Linked DNA regions of Sus scrofa: region 2 is linked to region 1. A link is a contact called in public Hi-C data. All regions are on one chromosome and are shown on one strand. Each heading gives the region's core, a stretch centred on a gene start, on an enhancer-like site or on the middle of the called end of the contact. The rest is flanking DNA. Distances are from core to core; before and after follow the strand shown. Region 1 overlaps CCDC171 (coiled-coil domain-containing protein 171). Region 2 holds the start of PSIP1 (PC4 and SFRS1 interacting protein 1).

What was found. A called contact is a pair of places that touch in the nucleus more often than the background predicts.
Region 2: a contact with region 1 is called in a Hi-C map of epiblast stem cells, with 2.2 times the contacts expected there. The contact joins the promoter of PSIP1 here to the enhancer-like site in region 1. A contact is called at or near these places in 2 of 5 promoter capture datasets (fetal liver and liver), 12 of 47 Hi-C or Micro-C datasets (alveolar macrophages, brain, embryonic fibroblasts and 7 more) and 1 of 2 datasets of contacts at active chromatin or transcription factors (skeletal muscle).

What each region holds. Positions count from the first base shown.
Region 1 is chr1:207,098,683-207,105,393 of Sscrofa11.1, forward strand. CCDC171 (coiled-coil domain-containing protein 171) reads right to left here. Exons shown (of 27, transcript XM_021063474.1): 6 at 5,673-5,863; 7 at 3,238-3,369. Among named protein-coding and RNA genes, the nearest start is that of CCDC171, 41 kb to the right of the region's middle. Within about 2 kb of position 4,284, at least 4 of the 83 cell types and tissues checked have an H3K27ac peak or open chromatin away from gene starts, as enhancers often do. A contact at or near this core is called in epiblast stem cells, where this site is marked.
Region 2 is chr1:207,170,972-207,177,682 of Sscrofa11.1, forward strand. PSIP1 (PC4 and SFRS1 interacting protein 1) reads left to right here and starts at 2,543. Exons shown (of 11, transcript NM_001243670.1): 1 at 2,543-2,723; 2 at 3,248-3,462. The coding sequence starts at 3,391.

The sequences.
Region 1 (6,711 bases), core at 3,034-5,533:
ATCACTTAATGCAAAATTCTGAAATACTTTCTTTTCGTGTAACTTACCCCAAGCTGACTGTACATCACAATTGTGCTTACCAGGTCAATCTCTGACCTGCCACCTCCTATTCACTGACTGCTGTTTTTGCATAAAACCCTTATACCTGGTCTGATAGCTTCTTTATCCCCACTACCTCCCCACCCTTCCTCTGCCTTCTTTAGTCTGTGGTATTACTTTTAATCAGCATTTCCCACACTCTTTGCCATCACAAACTCTCCTACACTTTAATCACTAGACATATAAACCAAATTTAGTCAATGAATCAGGAAAATGTCACTTTATTCCCTGGATTAGTTCCAGAACTTTGAAAACAAAATAAATATTAAAAACATACATTCATCTTCTAAATGCTTTTGATCCTACTAATAAGTTATACACTAAAATGAACTAGAAAAATCACAAAGGAAAGAGCATGGTGATTTTTAAAAACAAAGCTTTGCCATTGCATGTCCCACACTGCCTACAATAGAAAATATTCATAGCTAATATGCATCCTCAAAGTTCACATTGCCATTGCAGAAACCAAGAAATAAATAAAATTAAAAGTTCATTTTAAATTTAAAAATTAAATAAATAGTAAAAAAATAAAATAATACATATTCCCTCCAATATCAACATAAATATACCATGGCATTGCTGTTTTGTAATTTCAAACAATGCTAAAGAAAGACATGGAATTTTTATGTTTATCAAAAGAGGTCATGCATTTTAAAAAATGAAAAACATCTTCTTAAAATGAAGTAATTACACTAAAAATTCCCATTAATATTCCAAAGAAGTACAGCCTTGTTTAGAGCTTCAATTACTGGGAAAGAAAGGAGACATGGCATAAAATTAAGATTTTCTTTTTATAGTAAGTCTGAATTCTAAAGCCCAGATGAGAGAAATATTACACCAGCTTTGTCTGTTAAAGATGGGGTTTCACTTAGGTTTTTTTCAAACTTATTTTAAAAACTGAATTCCCTGAGAGAGCTACACAAAGGGAACACTATGTGATACTAACACCTAATTACAGGATGGAAAGCTAAACCCATCAACAGCCAATACAGAGAGGAGAGAATTTCAATCTATCCTTCAAGTTATTTTTAAAAAGAGTTTTTTAAAATACTGTTTTTAAGCTTGCTTTATACAAGTAAAAGAGGTTTTCTTTTGTTAAAATAAAAAGGACAAGAAACTGAGAGAGCTCTGAATATTTCAGTTACAGACTACAATAAAATCTGTCTTACAAAAGGTGCTAGTAACTAAGAATATTCCCCTATTCCTCCCACACATAATAATTAAAGATGGATAACAATTTCAAATTCTCCTGATACTTCGTCATATAAAGTCTGATATAACTATATACATTTCATGTGAGATTTATAGCGCTGGCTAGGAAACTGCATCAAAATCACATCATCCACACATTTAAATATAGGTCTCTGAATTATATTTTATAAGGTTCAGGTTTCTGACTGGTGGCACTTGAAATTTCTGGGTATTTAAAAACAAACGGGTTATTTTCATTTACTTATGTGTGCTTGTTTGTTCTAGGTAAACTTTAAGACAATTACCAACAACAGCTCAAATGTCCTCTGCTCTGCAGTGATTTCCCCAATCTCCCAGGTACTTAATTAATTTCTCTCTTATGTTCCCAAGGAATTTTGTGCAAAATTTTATACTACAATATAGATTTTCTCTTTTTACATCTCTTTCCATATTGCAAGATCTTCTAGGACAGAAATCATACCTTAATCAATTTCATATCCTCAGTACCCATAGCAGGAACTCAGTAAGTATGCAGGGAATGAATAAATGCATGAATGAATGAATAGGAAAATTAACTACACACATTCAAGCAGACTCTGAAAATACCAAGAGGTCTAAAGAGTGATTATCTTTCCAGATTCCACAGAGGGAGTGATGGGGGAAAAAAGCATTGCCCAAGGACCAAAGGTTTGGGAAAAGTGTGGTTGTATTGGTATTCTGCACACTTACATATACAACAAATTCAGTATTTCCACTGTTTACTGCCAGCCCTTAAAGAAATAAGATCTCTCCTATTCTCTGCCTTCATCTTACGAAATTGTTTCTAACACAAAGCAAATCCAAAATTTATTTTAGATTTATTCTGTAAGAATGCTTATCTTTGACATCTATATAGAGACTATATTTCAATTTTGTATAGAAAAAAAATGTTTGTCTTGTCACAAAATAAGTAATAGAAGAAATGATGGAAATGTACTTGAAATTTTAAGTTAGTTGGTTAGTGAATGAACAGTTTTAATTCCTACTACCACTCCTTCAAAATAATTTACATGTAATCTCCTGAAAAAATGCAAGGTACATAGGAGTGAGAATCTAGAGACTTGTAGTCTTTCCCACACTAATCACTTCATCTGTATCTGAGTAAATCACATACTGCCATCTGCTTATCTATAATGGGGATTAGATATAATCAGTGATTTTCAAATTGAACTACTCGAAGGATTACTGTGTTTTGGGTGGGGAGGGGTTAATAGAACATGATTAAGAACCTGTACTTCTTAAAAAGAGTCCAAAAAGCACTATACCATATGATTTATAAGCATCCTTTAATATCCAAAATCTAGTTATTCTATTTCTTTATGTTATTAAAGTGTGCTAACAGTTTCATATTTTAAATGGAAAACTAAATGCCAAATGTATATGTGTCCTTTAAAAATCACATAATTTATGCAATGGAAGTTACCGAATGCTAATTCTAACAGTATTTTTAGAAACAGCTGCCCATATTGTCATGTAACTACAAATGAAACATGGCCTTCCAGAGATCAAAGACTAGGAACTATTTTCTCCTTGAGTAAGCTAGTCAATTATCACACTAATGTAATTTTTAATATCATAAGCATTAAAAAGACATATTTAGGAGTTCCTATTGTGGATCAGCAGTTAACGAATCTGACTAGCATCCATGAGGACGGAGGTTCAATCCCTGGCCTTGATCAGTGTGTTAAGGATCTGGTTTTGCCATGAACTGTGGTGTAGGTCGCAGATTCGGCTCAGATGGCTCAGATCATGCGTTGCTGTGGCTGTAGTGTAAGCTGGCAGCTACAGCTCCAATTCAACCCCTAGCCTGGGAATCCCCATATGCCATGGGCACAGCCCTAAAAAGCAAAAAAAAAAAAAAAAAAAAAAAAAGGGCATACTTAAAGAACTGAATTATTTTAAAAATACCTGTACTATAAATTGTAACTCTCTTCTTTCTGCTTCCCATTGTTCTGCTTGCAATCTAAACTCCTCCAATGCGGTCTCCTTGATATGAGACTCCATCTCATTATTCTCCTGCTGATGTTTTTCCAATGCTTCCTTTATATGAATAAAAACTTATTTTACTATTAAATCAATAAAAGTTACCTTTCTTCCTTCATCCCAATTTAAATATACAAAGGGCTCTCTTTACCAACAGACTGTTAAAACACATTATAAGTTATGTTAAAAATCATTAATTAATAGAATTATTATACCTTGGTCACCAGAATGTACATCTGAATAAGAAGCTATGGTTACTCATTTAATTTAAGCAACATTTCATATAGATACATAGATAAGTGTTAGATAGATAGATAGATAGAGATAGAGCTATTTAACCCCTTTTTTCCAAAAAATTTAACTTCAGGGGATTGAACAAAATGCACCATATGATAAAGAGACAAAAACAAAATCAGTTGTTTGGCATATATGTAATCTATATGTAAAATCTGTATGTAAAGGAGATGATATAGAAAGCTTTAATTACCTATAAACAAACTACCTGGATCTTCCCTAAAAATTTAAATATAAATCTGACAAAGAACACTGTATTTACAAAAGGGAAGAAGGAAGGAGTTGTGTGCAACGAATCAGTATAAGGAAACTCTAGAATGTTAAAAATTTGAAAAGTCAAAATTTTTTTCAGGTTCGGACTGTTCTATAGAATTTCTAGTTCTACAAGTAAACAATATTTGCAAGAGGCTTTTCTTTCGGGATTTTCCTAGTTGTACTATATTTATAAGATCTAATTTAGCTCAAAATTTTGGAAGAATACAGTGCAGGTTTCCCAAGAAGCCCAATTTCCTAAACTTTTGGTTTTAAAACTAAGTCTGCATTAACACAAGGAGAAAGATTCTTTGGTTTACAGGAGAGAGAGGAAAGCCTTCTGTGCCCTCATAAACAGTAGCCTGGATCTGCATAATAAAGACTGCCCTTCCAACTTTCTCTAATGGAAAGCCAACACAAAGAGCCTTGGGGCTTTTTCCCCTTAGGGCTAAATAGGGACTCCTCTTCAACCCCAAAGGTCTCTGCACAGATTAGTTCAAAGCCAAATGCATAAAATCAAAGCAGAGTTCTACCAACTAGGTGATCATCTGATCACATCAATATCAAGATCCATAAGAGATCTTAAGATGCAGGCTGATTGACTGTAAGGAATGCTGCCAACTATACCCTTCTTTTCCTATAGCTAAGACTTTTGTTTGTTTCTTTGCAGGTTTTGCTTTTTGTTTTTTGGGTTTTTTTTACTTCTAATTTTCTTTTTTGGTCACACTCACGGCATTTGGAAGTTCCAGGTCGAGGGATCTAACCCATGTCACAGCAGCAACCCAGGCCTTGGCAGTGGCAATGCCAGATGCTTAACCCACTGAGCCACCAGAGAACTCCTCTAAGACATTTTTCGTGGGGAAGGTTATATAGAGTAGTTCCAGTTGCCACCTAAGCTCCCCCCATTCAAATACTAATGGAGCCCTTGTTTACGCCTGGCACTGTTCCAGGGTATAGGAATACTGCAGTAAATAGAAAAGACAACTGCAACTGTTGACATGCAGGAAATCAAAAGGAGATAGGCTAACAATGTCAGGGAACCCTTGTGCTGAAGCTTTTACACTTTTCAAATGCTTTTGTAAGACTATTTCTAGTAAAGATTTTTTCCAATGTTCTGAAAACAATTTTTTTTTACACCAGTGGAAAATGTGGTACATTTTTATTATGTATTTTTTAATTTAAACTGGTACTTCCAAAAAATGGCAGATACAAACAATTCAAAATCTATCCTTTAAGTAGCTGGCAACTTCAACCTTAAACCATGCTTTTATTTTAGAGACTCAAAAACAAAAAATGGGAGAGTAAATAGCTCACTATAATTTTGCTAAAAGGTAATCAAATATTTTACATATCATGCCTATATAGAATGTGCCCTACATGGATAATGAAGTTTACATCGAATATATAAAATTTTTCTATATTTATTGTATATTCAGGTCAAAATCTAGGGCCCACATTTCTAACATTCCAAATTTTCATGTCCCTGGATCAAAGGAATTGTGGGTTCTTATCTTCTTACAATATACCTATGCAAGTTGGGTTTTTAAACATTTTTGATCAGAGACCTCAAACTGTTTCGCACAAAAGAAACAGTATATACATATTAATATATTGCTAAAGTATATTATAAAAGAGACCCACAAAAATGCCCCTAAAAAAGAGAGGGAGAGAGGAAAGAAATTATAGGGGTGGGGAAGAAATCAGATTCTCTTGCTTTCTGGTATTTTCCTTTCCAAACATAATTTCAAATAATGTATAACACATCTCAATAAACATTATTTATTATTTAAAAAAATTCCTTACAAAATATTTACCTGTAGGGTTTTCTCCAGTCTGCTTTTTTCTTTCATAAGTAAATCATATTCTTGATTGCAATTTTGAATTATACTGTCTCTTTCCTCCAAATCATGTTCAAATCTTCTACATTCTTCTTTCCATTTCTGCTGGGAAGTCTGGAATGCTTTCTCAATCTCATTTGCCTTTCCCTGAAGTTCTGCATTCTGAGCTATTAAAATATGAAAGAATAATAGATATATTTACAATCATAAACTAAAACTAAAGGAGTTCAAAAAAACAAATCAGCATTAGAGCTGATTTCAGTTACAGCATGATCTCAGGACAAAACATTTAACTGCTTCACACCAGTGAACTCTTAAAAAGCTCCTGTCCCAGAATCAATCTATTCTATAACTTCTCAATCTCTTCTTTCTTTCCAGGCAGAGGTGATTTTGCCATGAAATTGTAGGACATATTGCTAGATGCATGCCCAAGTTTAGGTGAACTAGGTACAACTCTATTGCTTTTTCTATTCAAGAAAATTAATTTTTTAATTAAAAAAAAAACCTGTGAGACATAATTGGGCTACTTTTTGAAAACACTTGATAAATTACAAATTTTGATTTTTGACTTGGCATCAAGTTAGTTGTGGCACATCCTTACACTTGAGACTCTCAGAAATTTGAGGATGGGAACCTCTGGACTATAGCTATTTGCCCCCCCAAAGTGCGGCTCAACTCACCTCTCATCCTAGTGTTACCTCAATAATAACCATGACCTCCCAACTCCACTATGGCTGCTACTCTGTTTCAGCATCTGGGAAAGAAGTCAGGAAAGGCTTCCAGGTCTGGCTCCACCACCACTACCTGATTAAAGCTCTCTGACTCTATAATTCTCAGTGAGAATAAAATTATTGAGAAGAAAAAATGAGGAAATATGTACAAACACACATTAAACAAACAAACAAAAAGGTAGTTAGGAATATTATTTTAAAATTATATTCGTGTTTTGAGTGGATCATATGTTCAGAGAGGTTCCAAATAGAGTTTACACTGTGGCTCTGCAGTAACAAGCCCA
Region 2 (6,711 bases), core at 1,293-3,792, 71 kb after region 1:
GGTGCGCCTCTTTTCTCATCTGTAAAATGGGGACAGTACCTGGATTAAATGAGAGAATGTAAGTCAAGCTCCTGCCTCAATTCATTTAGATCGTCCCGCCACCCCCTTGCTTCAGCTGTTTTGTATTTTCTCCTTAAAACGCTCTATTTGCTCCTTTAATCTGTCTTACTATACTTTTCCCGGCCTCCCCACTAAGAAGGCTATCTATGGGGGAGGGGTGCACTGAGCCTGGCTGGAGAAGAGGACGAGCTCACAGAAGCTCAGAAAAGCTCTCCAAGTGGCTCTGAAGAGCCCAACACTCCCACCTCCTTCTCCCCTCCCCTCCCCCTCTGCTTTGGAATTGCTGCTCCCAGGGATCCTGGGCTTTTGTTCTCTAGAGGCTTAAACTACCACCTGTTTTGCCCTGACTTATTGTTTAAAGGGTACTGCCTGTTGTCTACAGACTATCAAAAATCGAAATTGCCAAAACTTAAAAATAGCGAGAGCTAAGTTTTTAATTTAAAAAAGAAAAGTAACACTGAAGCCATTTTCCCTCTGTTTTCCATTTCTTTTCTGAGGACCTCCTCACTCACAATAACCACTCCCTATTATTGGTGCTATCATTTACCACTAATAAAAAGTTATCTTTTAATATAATTATAATTTATCTATTAATATATATCTGTCTTCCCGATTTGATTTTAAGTTCCTATGATCTGTAGTATCCTGCATAGAAGCAGTTTCTCAAACCGGAATATGAGTAAGAATCATCTGGGGGTCTTGTTAAAATGCAGATTCTGAGTTAGCTGGTCTGGGAAAAGGCTAAGTTTCTTCTAATAAGCTCCCAGGTGAAGCCCAACCTCAGGGCCCTGGACCGCACTTGGAGTCGCAAAGGCTTACTGGGCTTAAAACAAAGGAGGTGCACAAAAAATGATTGCTGAATGATGATGCCTTAGTCTTATCTACTCAGTGTCTTGAATTTTCTTTAATACGTCTTTCTCTGCTTTTTCCTGCGCACGATTTATGACTAACTGACAATTATTCCTTTGTGTTAACTTAGCTGTGCCCTTCCTTCCCTTTTTCATAGTCAACAGTGTTATCCAGAAACCAGTCACTTAGGGAGTACAGTACTAACATCCAGCTTCCTTCTACTGACATCTATTTTGTAGCAAGCAAGAATAACTTTTTAAAGAATTATCTTTAACTTTCTTGTTCAGCAGTAATTAGTAGCTCCCTAGTATACATATCAAACGCAAATTCAGGATGGGAGGCTTCAACACTTTTCTCCAGCCCCCCTCTCTCTTGCCAGTCAGTTTCTGTTTTGGCATCACTTGGAACCCTCTGCATGTTGCAAAGTATGCTTTAGTCTTCTTGAAAGACATTTTGTATTGGGAACATCTTCTTTCATTCTTTTTAAAGGCCTATGTATATCTCTTTCAAAAAATTCTCAATTTTTTGCTTATTTAATATTAAGCTTTTTTTGATTTCATCCCAGTTGAGTCCTTCATTTAAAGGAGTATGAACTATGTACTTTTTATATATTTTAATATTCTTATTCTTTTTTCATATTTTCATTGTTTTAAATTGGAATTATCTGTGCTTGTTGTTCATGGTTGTACCCCCAGCACTTAAGAATGCTTGACACACAGTAGGTACTTTAAAAAAAACATACTAAAATTATATTGGCTAAAGGATTAAGAAATTAGAAAATCCTTTAAGAGTATTTTAAAAGATAAAACATCTGAGGTTCAGTAGTACTTTTACACTGTACCACCTACCAGCTACTATTCTACTAGGGAAATAAAATTTAGATGCCGCTAAAATTAAGTCAGGGCCCAAACCCACATCCTATCTGAAAGGCTTATGCTTTCCTGTCATTGTTTTCTATCCTGCACGGTTTGCATTCGTTAAGATTGCATTTTTCTTAATAGTTCTTGGTGCTTTAAATTTAAAAGCAAAGAAATGGGGCTTTCTCAAATTACAATTTCAAGAAAAGGAGCCTGCAAGCCCCCTTCAGCGAGGCTTAAGAGGCCTACAAGCTGCACAGTGCAATCGCCTTATGCTCTGATTTCATCTATGGGTTTTTGTACAGTTCTTTTTTGGATGGTGCAAACCGCGCAACTGCAGCAATGAAAACCTCCCCACCCTGGGAAACGATGGAAGAACATGTTAGCTTAGGCTGCCAGGTTCTCCCTAACACACAGCCAAGGGCTGGAGGCCCAGATACCCGCCCCCAAACCCTGTCCACAACAATCGTTTCCTCCCTCCCCGCCTTTTACATACAGTACACATACAAATACACACACGCAGAGCAGCCAGCAGGGGCGGGCCGGGCCCGACCATTCCACAAACCGCAGGGGGGAACCACAGCGGGCCGACCTGTTAGTGTCCACTCCTTTTCTTCTTTGGACCCGTATCTCTCTCTGTCTGACTGCAACTATTAGGCCAAAGCGAACTTGGGGATCTATGGCCTCCTGAAGTTCCTCTCCGGAGCCACAGACCTTTGGCGGGTGCTGCGTTACTCCCCCTCGTCGGCGAGCAGTTGGTCCCGCCCCAGTGCTAGCGGGCGCCGAGCGGGAGCCGCGCGGGAGCAGCGCAGCGACGGCGGCGGCAGCGGCGGCGGCGGTTGCGATTCGGAGCCGTTGAGACGCCTCTGCGGCAGCTGGTGGCGCAGGTGGCTTGCGTGGACGCGGGCAGAGGCGGCCGGTCCGCCACCGCAGCCCCAGCGCCCGCGGCCCCGGCAGGTGAGCGGGCGGCGGGGACTCGCCCCGCCCCCCCTCGGTGGCCTCACTCCTGGCTGTAGCGGGGAAGTGGCCGCGGCCCGCCCGTGAGCCGAGGTTCGGCCCGGGGCTGCTACTATCGGGGAAACAGGCTAGGGGAGAGGTCGTGTGTGGATAGGAAGAGAACGTTCGCCTTGCTTTTGCCATCTTTTTCTCCTCCTCCCCCTCCCTCTTGGGGCTTAAGCTTGGGGGAAAAAAGCCAGAGGAAAGATGGGGCTGGAGAGAGAAGAATTGGGCTGAGAAGCATCTCTGCCTCAGGTGGTGGCGTCTTTTCGGTCGTCGAGCGGTGGACCTGGCGGAGCCTGGAGGGGAAGCTCTCGGGCTGCGGAGGCCGAGTACTCGCGGGGGAGGAGCAGGAGGCGGCTCTCCCCTCACTCTCCCACCCCCACCCCTGCCCCTCCACGGTCCTCCCCTCCCCCGTTCCTCCCCGTACAGCCCCTCCCTTCGGGTTTCTGAGCTTTAACCGCCCTCGGTGCTCTCCCTCGCAGGAGCGTCGGGACACCCCGAGGCATCCTCTCCCTCCCGCCGCCCAGGGGAGCCTCGGCTCCCCTCCGCCCTCCCGCATCCCCTCGGCGTCCGCACCACCGCTCCTCCTCCCTGGGCTTCGGACCCCCGGCCTCGCCCCCGAAACATGACTCGTGATTTCAAACCTGGGGATCTCATCTTCGCCAAGATGAAAGGTTATCCTCATTGGCCAGCTCGAGTAAGTGATTTTTAGCTTTCTCATTTAGCGATGCTACCTTTTTCAGAGGCCTACTTCCTATCCTTTTCTCTGAATTTTTTTTTCTCGTTTCTTTTTCTCTCCCTCGAGTTCTTTAGTCTCATTTATAAGCTCACCTTTTTAGGGTTTTTTTGGCCCACTAATCTCCCATGTAATTTAAAAATCCTGATGTTTTTACATAACTAGGTATTTTTCTGTGGTTTGTTTTTGACAGACTTTGGCAGGTTTCTTTAATAGAGATATTTAAAGGTGATGCAATTAATGTTCCACTGTAGGTGAAAATAATCAAGTATAGATTTGACGTTTAAAAATTAATGAAACATTGACCTTTTCCTAATTTTGAGTAAAATGCAAAATACCAGTGGGATCTATGCAAACTATTTAGGTGTCAAAGAGTTGTATGTGATTAAATTGAATTCATAGGTACTTTTTTCCTGTTCTATAGTAGATCAGGCCTTTTGGATTGACTTGTTTAATATGATAGAGGATTGGATGTTCTTGAAAGTTTTATGATAAGATAGCATCAAGGATGGTTTATAAAACTTATTTTTGTGTTTTTACTGGAAAAGTTTGCCTTATGACCTTGAAGAAGTTGTTTGATTACTTTGATTGTTTCCCATAGGCAAAAGGAGAAGTAAACCCAGATTCCTGTAGTACATGCAGTACGGAGAGGTGATTAAGGAGCCAGGATTTTTTGTTCAGAAATTTAAGACTAAAATATCTAAGCACCATTTTCAGAAAAAGATCTTTTAGTTTATGGTAGAACTCAGGTTCTAAGATAGTGATAGAACCTAAAAAATGTTGAGTTCAATTAGATTAGTAACCCCAAGATCCTCCTTAAATATAAACATGTGTCTAAAGTTGGTAATTTCCATTAATTTGCTCTTCAAGGAGTGTATTTCTTGAGGATAATTCAATTCTATAGTTTTAATTATGTCAGCTGGGAGGAAGAATAGCCAGTGGTTACAAAGAATCATGGAATGAGTTGCTGAGTGTTATCCAGGTATAAAATATTTTTTGTTCCTTAGTTTTTCCCATCCAACTCTGTATAGACTCAGGTTAACAGGTTTCCTTCCTCAACCTGGAAAGATTTCTTTTTCCCCTAATTTATTAAGTCTACCTTTTCATTGGAGTCTTACTGGAAAAAGCCTTAATCATAATTCTTGCCTGTGTATTTGACGCTTTATTTCATTGCAGTAACCCTTTATTTTAACTCTCCCTTACATTCTTTGGCTTCCAAATAGATTGTAAGGCTCTCGAGGGCAATAGCTATAAACGGAATTTCTTTATTACCCCCTCATCCTTAGTACATAAATGATGCACTTAAAAACACCATTTTAGGTTTAAATAGAGTATAGGGAAACTGAGCAGGTTTAAGGTCCCTCCAAGCGTTGTTTTTTTTTTTTTTTTTGTGATTTTAGCATCATTTATTTTGAGGTGTTATAAAATCTGAGGTTATAAGATACATCTGTATTCAGTTTTTATACAACTGCACTTAAAAGCCAAATGAAAATTTTCAAAAAATTACCTACTCTTCTAAATCATCTTCCCCATATGCTTCAGTCTGTTAGGTGACCAAGGATTAGTGCTAAAAAAAAGCAAAATAAAGTAGCCTTAGGAAGGCCAGCGTACTTTCTTTATTGAATAAGTTCTATAGTTAACAGCTTAATTTGAATTGAAATGGAAAATTTTAGTCTCTTTCCTTTTCCCCTTTTTCTCTTGAGATGCTGTTGAATTTGTTTTTGATATTGTCTATGTCTAAGAATTACAGTCCGTTTGTATTTTCTTTTTAGTCTTATAGATTCCAAGTCTTTGCTTTATAGAGTTTAGAGTACGTTTTTAAGATCTCAGCTCTGAAGGTGACACCCATCGTTCCAATTTTGATATTAACATTTTCTGTCTGCATCACAAAGTTCATTATTTTTTAAGTCTTGCACATTTGTGTAATCCTGTGCCAGTAATAATCATTTTTAGAGTTGACTTAAAAAAATTTGCCTAGTATTTATTAAACTCAGGTGCTAGACATTTGCACAAACTTTTAAAGCTGTTTGCTGGCAAAAAGAAGCATATGAGCTGAGTTGACAGAAAATATCCCTCATCTTAAGGCCTCTAAGGATTGTCACAATTTACAACTTGTCATAAAGTTGAAAACACCCTGTAGGTGAGGAAATTAAGTTCTGTAGAGTGTTGGATGCTAATGATTCTTACTGATATCTGAAGTCTTCGGATTGGTAACCAGTCAGGTCACCCTCAATAACACATAGAGAGCACAGTAGGTCCTTTAATGGGCTGTTCCCTTCTTAACAAAGTCAGCTGATTTTTAAAAATTAGTTTCTTCGAAATTATGATAGTTATGAAATGGAAATTTATTATGAAGTTTAAATAAATAAATATGTTAAATTCTGGCTAAATACCACTACTTCATGGTGTTAACTTTGATAAGAGAAAGTGACAAGTATTATGGATGTTTTAGACATAACCTGGTAGTTTCTTCCTTACTTAATTAGAAGTATTAAAGAGAAATGAAAAAGAGGAGTTCTCGTGGTGGTGCAGCAGAAATGAATCTGACTAGGAACCATGAGGTTGTGGGTTCCATCCCTGGCCTTGCTCAGTGGGTTAGGGATCCGGCGTTGCTGTGAGCTGTGATGTAGGTCGCAGACATGGCTTAGATCCCGAGTTGCTGTGGCTGTGGCGTAGGTTGGTGGCTACAGCTCTCCGGTTGGACCCCTAGCCTGGGAACCTCCATATGCTGCAGGAGTGGCCCTGGAAAAGGCAAAAAGACAAAAAAAAAAAGAAAGAAAGAAATGAAAGAGATAACCTCATTTGCTTCAACCTTGTAGGTATAAGATCTTTTCAGAATGTGTCTCAGACTTTGAGAAGTACTGCTTTAAGTTTAATGTGTACTTATACATTATGCTGATGTTTGTATAGATTTCTTGCAGAAATAACATTTAAACAGGTTAAAACTCCCTTATCTGAAATGCTTACAGTCAGATTTGTTTAAAAATCCAGAATTTGGGGATTTTAGAAAGGTAGCGATGGAACACACGCCAAACGTGTTGCTCCTGGTAGGGTCTGGGATGGCCCATGGTAATCTAGCACAATATTTCTGCAAAGAAGCATCAGTAGAAACAATAGGTAGGTAAGAAATGATGGGATAGCTTACCTCAATCCAAGTTTTGCCACCAAATGAATTTTGAGAAATACATTGGTTTTCAGACCTGCTTGGGT